Linked DNA regions of Oryctolagus cuniculus: region 1 is linked to region 2. A link is a contact called in public Micro-C data. All regions are on one chromosome and are shown on one strand. The core of a region is the stretch at or near the end of the contact, and the rest is flanking DNA. Distances in the headings are between cores, read along the strand shown. Region 1 holds the start of SESN2 (sestrin 2). Region 2 holds the start of YTHDF2 (YTH N6-methyladenosine RNA binding protein F2).

Region 1 (2,706 bases), core at 136-2,635, 450 kb before region 2:
ACAAACAGCACTGTGGAGGAAAACCTCTCTGCAAAGGGGTAGAACTGGAACCTTCAGCTCCCAGATCTCGATCCCAGTTGCAGGCTTTGCTGCTGATGAGGGGTTTAGAAGTCTTTTGGGAGTAGGAAGAGCTGGGACAGGATGGTGGCCAGAGCCAGGGGTGTTGCTCTAGGGCAGGTCTATATAGGGGTGAGGGCGAGCCTGAGGAGTTGGGGTGGGGGAAGGGAGGGCAGGAAAGTGGGGCTCCGTGAGGCAGTCTTAAGGTGAAATCCAGTCGCCGATCTCAAGTTTCTAGCCTCCACTGTGTGGTCAGCTTTCTGGGCAAAATCTCTCCGGACCCGAGGCTCCCCGCTCCCAGGCTAAGAGCCGGAACAATGTCCGTTCAGGCCGCGAAGCCCTTTGAGAGACTGGCCCTTGCTGGCAGCAGGAAAGTCTTCAGCAACCACACGGTCCTGGCCTTTTCGCCAGACCTTTGGGCGATGTCACGGGACCCAAAGATCTATAAACGCGGAACGGTTTGGGGGGCGGTCTTGGGGCCACCCTTTTTCCCCAGCCAGTTCTGGCTGAGCCGTGGCAGGGCCCGACCTGCAGGGGGCGCTGAGGGCTCACGCAGCCGACGAAACTCAACGGGAACGCTAAGCAAATAGCCCCAAAGCACCCAGCGGGTTAGTTTTCCTATTTTAATAAGAGGAGCGAGCTTTTCCAAACCTGAGGGTTTCTGTCCTGGACGCAACCCAGCAAAGCGAAGCATATGCACCGCGCAGCACCAGTTCCCTCGACAGGGGCTCTGGAAGTTAGAGCAGCTCAGGTCAATTCTTTTGTTTTAGGGATGAGGAAACGGATTCTGAGAGCTGAGACAAAAATCAGCTGGGATCGCAGAGCTAAAAGCTAGCACCCCGGTTGCCTGACTCCTGGAATGTGGTCTTGGGAGATAGATAGCTGACTCCAAGAGTGTATGGCTGCCCCCAGTACACATCTCTGGGGGAACAATTTCAGTTCTGCTTGGGTAGCGGGACGGCTCAGAACAAGTCTGCTGGAGCAGGGAGGGCCTCCCCCAGCACCGAGCACCATGCGGGCTTCATGAGTAATGGAATGAATGTGTGAATAGGCCGGTGGAGAGTGGATCTGTTCTGACTTTATCAAGCCTGTGGGAGGGGGATTTCTTTCCTTGAAAACCTCCTGGGGCAGGGGTTGTGTTCTGAGATTCAGAGAGCTGAGGGAGGAAGACAATAAGAACTCAGAAAATGACATTTGGGCTGATAAATCATAGCTCTGGAATGGTGGCGATATAAGGTTATCATAGCAAGGGCACCCCGGAATTTGGGATTAGAAAATGAATTTAGGAAGAATAAACCCAGAACAGATGAGAATCCTGTGAGAGTCATAATCTGAAAGAGAAGCTGAAGCCGGAAGAAACCTGAAAAACATTTCAAATCCAATCTAGACTTATCTTCAGGACTGGAATGCAATTGAGGAATAAAAATAGCTTTGGCCAATCAGTGGCCTCAACATAGCTGATGCAAGAGTCGAGAGAGTATGGCAACAGGAGGAAGAGATCTTCACTGAACCAAAAATCACAAGGCAGGGGGGAGGGGAGGAATGTGCCCAGGCTGGGGCCACACCCCACCCTCTCGGCATCCCACTGGGCTGGCAGCTTCATGGCTGGATTCCCAGAGCCCAGCACAGTGTCTGGTACACACACCACGGTCAATAAATATTTACTGAATGAAAGGAAGGAAAGCAATGGAGCTCTGACCGGCAGATTTGCTCTGAGTCGAGTGAGTTCAGTGATTCATCTTGGTTCATGGTTCCTTTTGCCAGGACTCCAGCTGCTGTGGCCATTTCCAGGGGATAACTTGGCTTTTCACACATGCTCCCCTACAAGGAGGGATGTGCTGACCCATCTATTAGAGGCCACTTGACAGTTATGTTCCTCACTGCCAATTAATACACCTGCTCTAAGCACCAGTTCCTGTGCCTGCCTGCTCCTTGCAGATTCACGTCGTCCTCTCATTTGGGTGTGCTGGAGTTTCTACTTTGGATTCATAAATGCCTGGGTTTGAGTCCTGGCTCAGAATGCTAAGCCGTCTGGCCTTGGCCAACACACCTCCTAAGCCTGTTTTCTTGTCTGTTAAATGGTGCCCTAATACCTGCTTCACAGGGTTGTGTGAGAGCTACATGAGACAGCAGCTGCGCCACTCCTGCTGTAGCCCAGTTAATGGTAGTGACTGTGCCGCTTCCTGTCTTTCCTTCCTTGCAGATTCCATGACAAAAGACTGCCCAGTTTAGTATATCAGCCTCTTTGGCTTTTCCTTCTCACAAATCACTCACTTTGTAAATGAAGTGTTGGGAATGATCTAATCACGTCCTGGAATATTCTAAAAGGTTACTCTGCAGAGGAGAATAACATATTTATTCAAAAATATCAGGGCTGGCATTGTGGCACAGTGGGTTATGCTGCTTCTTGCAATGCCAGCATACCATATCGGAGAGCCAGTTAGAGTCCCAGCTGCCCCACTTTCAACCCATCCCGCTGCTTACATTCCTGGGAAAGTAGCAGAAGATGGCCCAAGTAGTGGGGCCCCTGTCACCCATGTGGGAGATGAGTAATGTGATCAGGAAAATTCTCTCTCTCTTTTTTCTCTCTCTCTGTGTCACTTTCCCTTTCAAATAATAAAAATCATTAAAAAAAAAACAGTGAAGGCA
Region 2 (2,700 bases), core at 32-2,531:
GAGCCTCCCCTCCCAGGATAAGACTTCTGATCTGATCTTTTTACAGTACTGCGCTGCCTCTAAGGGTAAGTGTGGGCAACTGCTTCCTGTTCAGGCTTGAATCCAGGCCACAGGAGTAACCGGCTGGTTATCTCCTAAAACATACTTGATTTCCTCTGGCAGGATCTACATGGATACTTAACATTTTAGGCTCCACTATTGACCTTATTCATTGCTGTCATGTGATTATGGGCAGAAACAAAGAGCCTTGAGCCCTTTGAAAAAAAGGATGATGTATTCTTGAGTCTACCAAGGTCTCCTGTATACCATCACTGAGCAGATGGTATTAGGTTGATAATTCACAGTGCATTATTTATCTGGTGACTACTATTTTATTTGAACAAAAGCCACTAGGAGATGGGCTATCCTGCTATCAAGTATCCCTGCATGAATTGGGTTTCCCTCTGATTAAAAATGCTTTTACCCGCCCTTTGGATCTCTTGGATTCTGGTTTTCCTGAATGCAGTATTTCTCTCCAGAGTGGAGGGACACCACTATCCTTTTTGGGTGAGATACTCCAGCATACTTAGTAGTAGCTTTGTAACCTTGGGCAGATTACTTAACCTCTCTGTTTCCCCAGTTGCTGAAAGCCCACCGCAGGTTTTCCCAGATCAAGGACATTCCCTTTTGAGGTCTGTACACTTAGGGGTTCTCTGGACTCCAAAGTGCGAGTGCAATTTTGCACAGTTGCGTGAGGTGTTATTTTTCTTGGAAAGATAGCCCACGGTTCTGAAAAGGAATTGTAGATATTCCTGCCTGCAGCGTGGTGGGGTGAATTGCTTTTGCCTGGGACAGGATGTATTTTGTGTGGATGTAGTGCTCTTTGGGTACTCTCTCTGCAGTCCGCTGAGGAGGATGACCAGATCCCTTGTCCAGTTTCTCTCCAAAAAAGACCCGGAGAAATTCCCTTGGGGGTTCTCATACCGCCCCCTTCCCTTTGGGATTTCCTTCCAAATAGGGGCGGGGGTGTCATTTGCAACCGGGAAGTAGGTTTATTTTAAGGTCTCGCCGGCTGCGGGGGTCGCCCCCTCATTGAAAACCAGATTTTTGTGGTTCTTCTCAAGCTAAAACCAGTCTCTTCAGGTGTTAATCGAAAACCTCGCGCTGAGACCCTAGCCCCCCTCCACCTCCTAGGCCCCAATCCCGAGGCGGTGGGAGCCGGGAGGCCGCGCGCGCCTCTTCCGCTCCTCCAGCCCAGCAGAGGGCGCCACAGCCCCGCCTCTTCTTTCCCGGGGTGCTTCGCGCCGGGCCTCTTCCGCGTGGGTGAGTGAATGTGAGAGTCAGCGCTCGCGCCGCGCGCGCCGTCCGCCTCCGCCTTCTCGGCGCCCTTATTTCTGCTGTGAGGGGCGGGCGCGCGCGCAGGAGCATAGAGACGGGCGTTGAGCTCTGGGGCTAGAGCGTCGCCGAGTCGGAGCCGGAGCCCGAGCCGCGCGCTGTGTCTCCGCTGCGTCCGCCGAGGCTCCCGAGTGTCAGGGACAAAAGCCGCCGCCGCGCCGCCGGGGCTCATCCGCTGCCGCCGCCGCTGCCGCCGCCCCGAGGGAGAGTCCGACGCCGTCGCCGCCCGTGAGGATCCGAGAGCCATGTCGGCCAGCAGCCTCTTGGAGCAGGTACAGGCCCAGCCCGCATGCCTCGGCCATTGTGTGAGGCGAGAGGGAGCCCGACTAGGCCCGGGCCCGCCGCCCCCGGTCGGGCCGAGCCGAGGCGGCGCCTCTCGCGGGCCGGGTTTCGGGCCTCTCGGGCCGGCCGCACCCAGCGCCTCGCCCTCAGCCCGCTCTTGCCGCTTCTCCGCGGGGCCCCGCAGCCCCCGGGCCGCGCCGCGCTCCTCCTCTCGGCGGGCCCTCGTCTTCCTTCCCCTTCCTGGAAGCCCCGCTTCCCTCGCGGCGCGGCTGGCGCGTCCCCGGCTCCTTCTCCCCGGGCCCCGCCGGCCTAGCGCCTTTCCCCGCCTCCCATTTTTCCACCTCCCCCTCACCACCATTCCTGACGCCTCCCCTCGGGCCTGCTGCTTTCTTCCCTGCTCGGGCCCTGCTTTCACTCGTCTCGTCTTTTCCCCCTTTCTCCCCCTCGGACGACACTCGCTGCTCGGCGACGCTCCCTGCGCCCGCAGAGACCAAAAGGTCAAGGAAACAAAGGTAAGCCCCGCTCGGCGGGCGGGCGGCCGGGGGGCGGCGGGGGCGGGGTCTCCGGGCAGCGCCTCCGGGAGGGGACCCTGCGGGCGCCGCCGGGCGCGCAGGTGCCTCGCACTGGGGCGTGGGACCCTCTCGGGGTGTTGTTGCAGCCGGCGAGCCGCTTGCTCCGCAACTGGGAGTCGTTCACTGAGGGTGGGGGTGGATTCGGCTTTGAAATGCCCCAGGTCCCGAGTTTCCTGTAGGTCTCAGAAGGCCTTTGTTTTTCATCCTCGTGGATCACTTTCTGGAAGTACTCACTTGTGACGGGGGAGGGGAAGCGGGAGGGAATGGAAATCTGGAGGAGCCAAGAAAATGACCTTTTTTAGATCAACTTGCTCCGGGTGGAGGGAGACATTTCATGGACGGACGTTGATTCAGCATTAAGTATCTCCTTTCTCTTTAAGTCCGAGCTTGTTTGCCGTCTTAACGAGTAAGGTTTACCTTCAGGTTAGGATATGTTTGGTTTAGGAGGGAGATTGCAGCATTGGGACACTCC

Evidence for each region. Hi-C and Micro-C count contacts between places; a contact is called where the count stands out from the background.
Region 1: a contact with region 2 is called in a Micro-C map of ear pinna, with 7 times the contacts expected there. The contact joins the promoter of SESN2 here to the promoter of YTHDF2 in region 2. A contact is called at or near these places in 2 of 6 Hi-C or Micro-C datasets (ear pinna and an unstated tissue).

Annotation. Positions count from the first base shown.
Region 1 is chr7:143,428,452-143,431,157 of mOryCun1.1, reverse strand. It overlaps SESN2 (sestrin 2), which reads left to right and starts at 1,385. Exons shown (of 9, transcript XM_070078963.1): 1 at 1,385-1,778. The coding sequence starts at 1,518.
Region 2 is chr7:142,976,196-142,978,895 of mOryCun1.1, reverse strand. YTHDF2 (YTH N6-methyladenosine RNA binding protein F2) reads left to right here and starts at 1,281. Exons shown (of 5, transcript XM_002716072.5): 1 at 1,281-1,646; 2 at 2,144-2,168. The coding sequence starts at 1,620.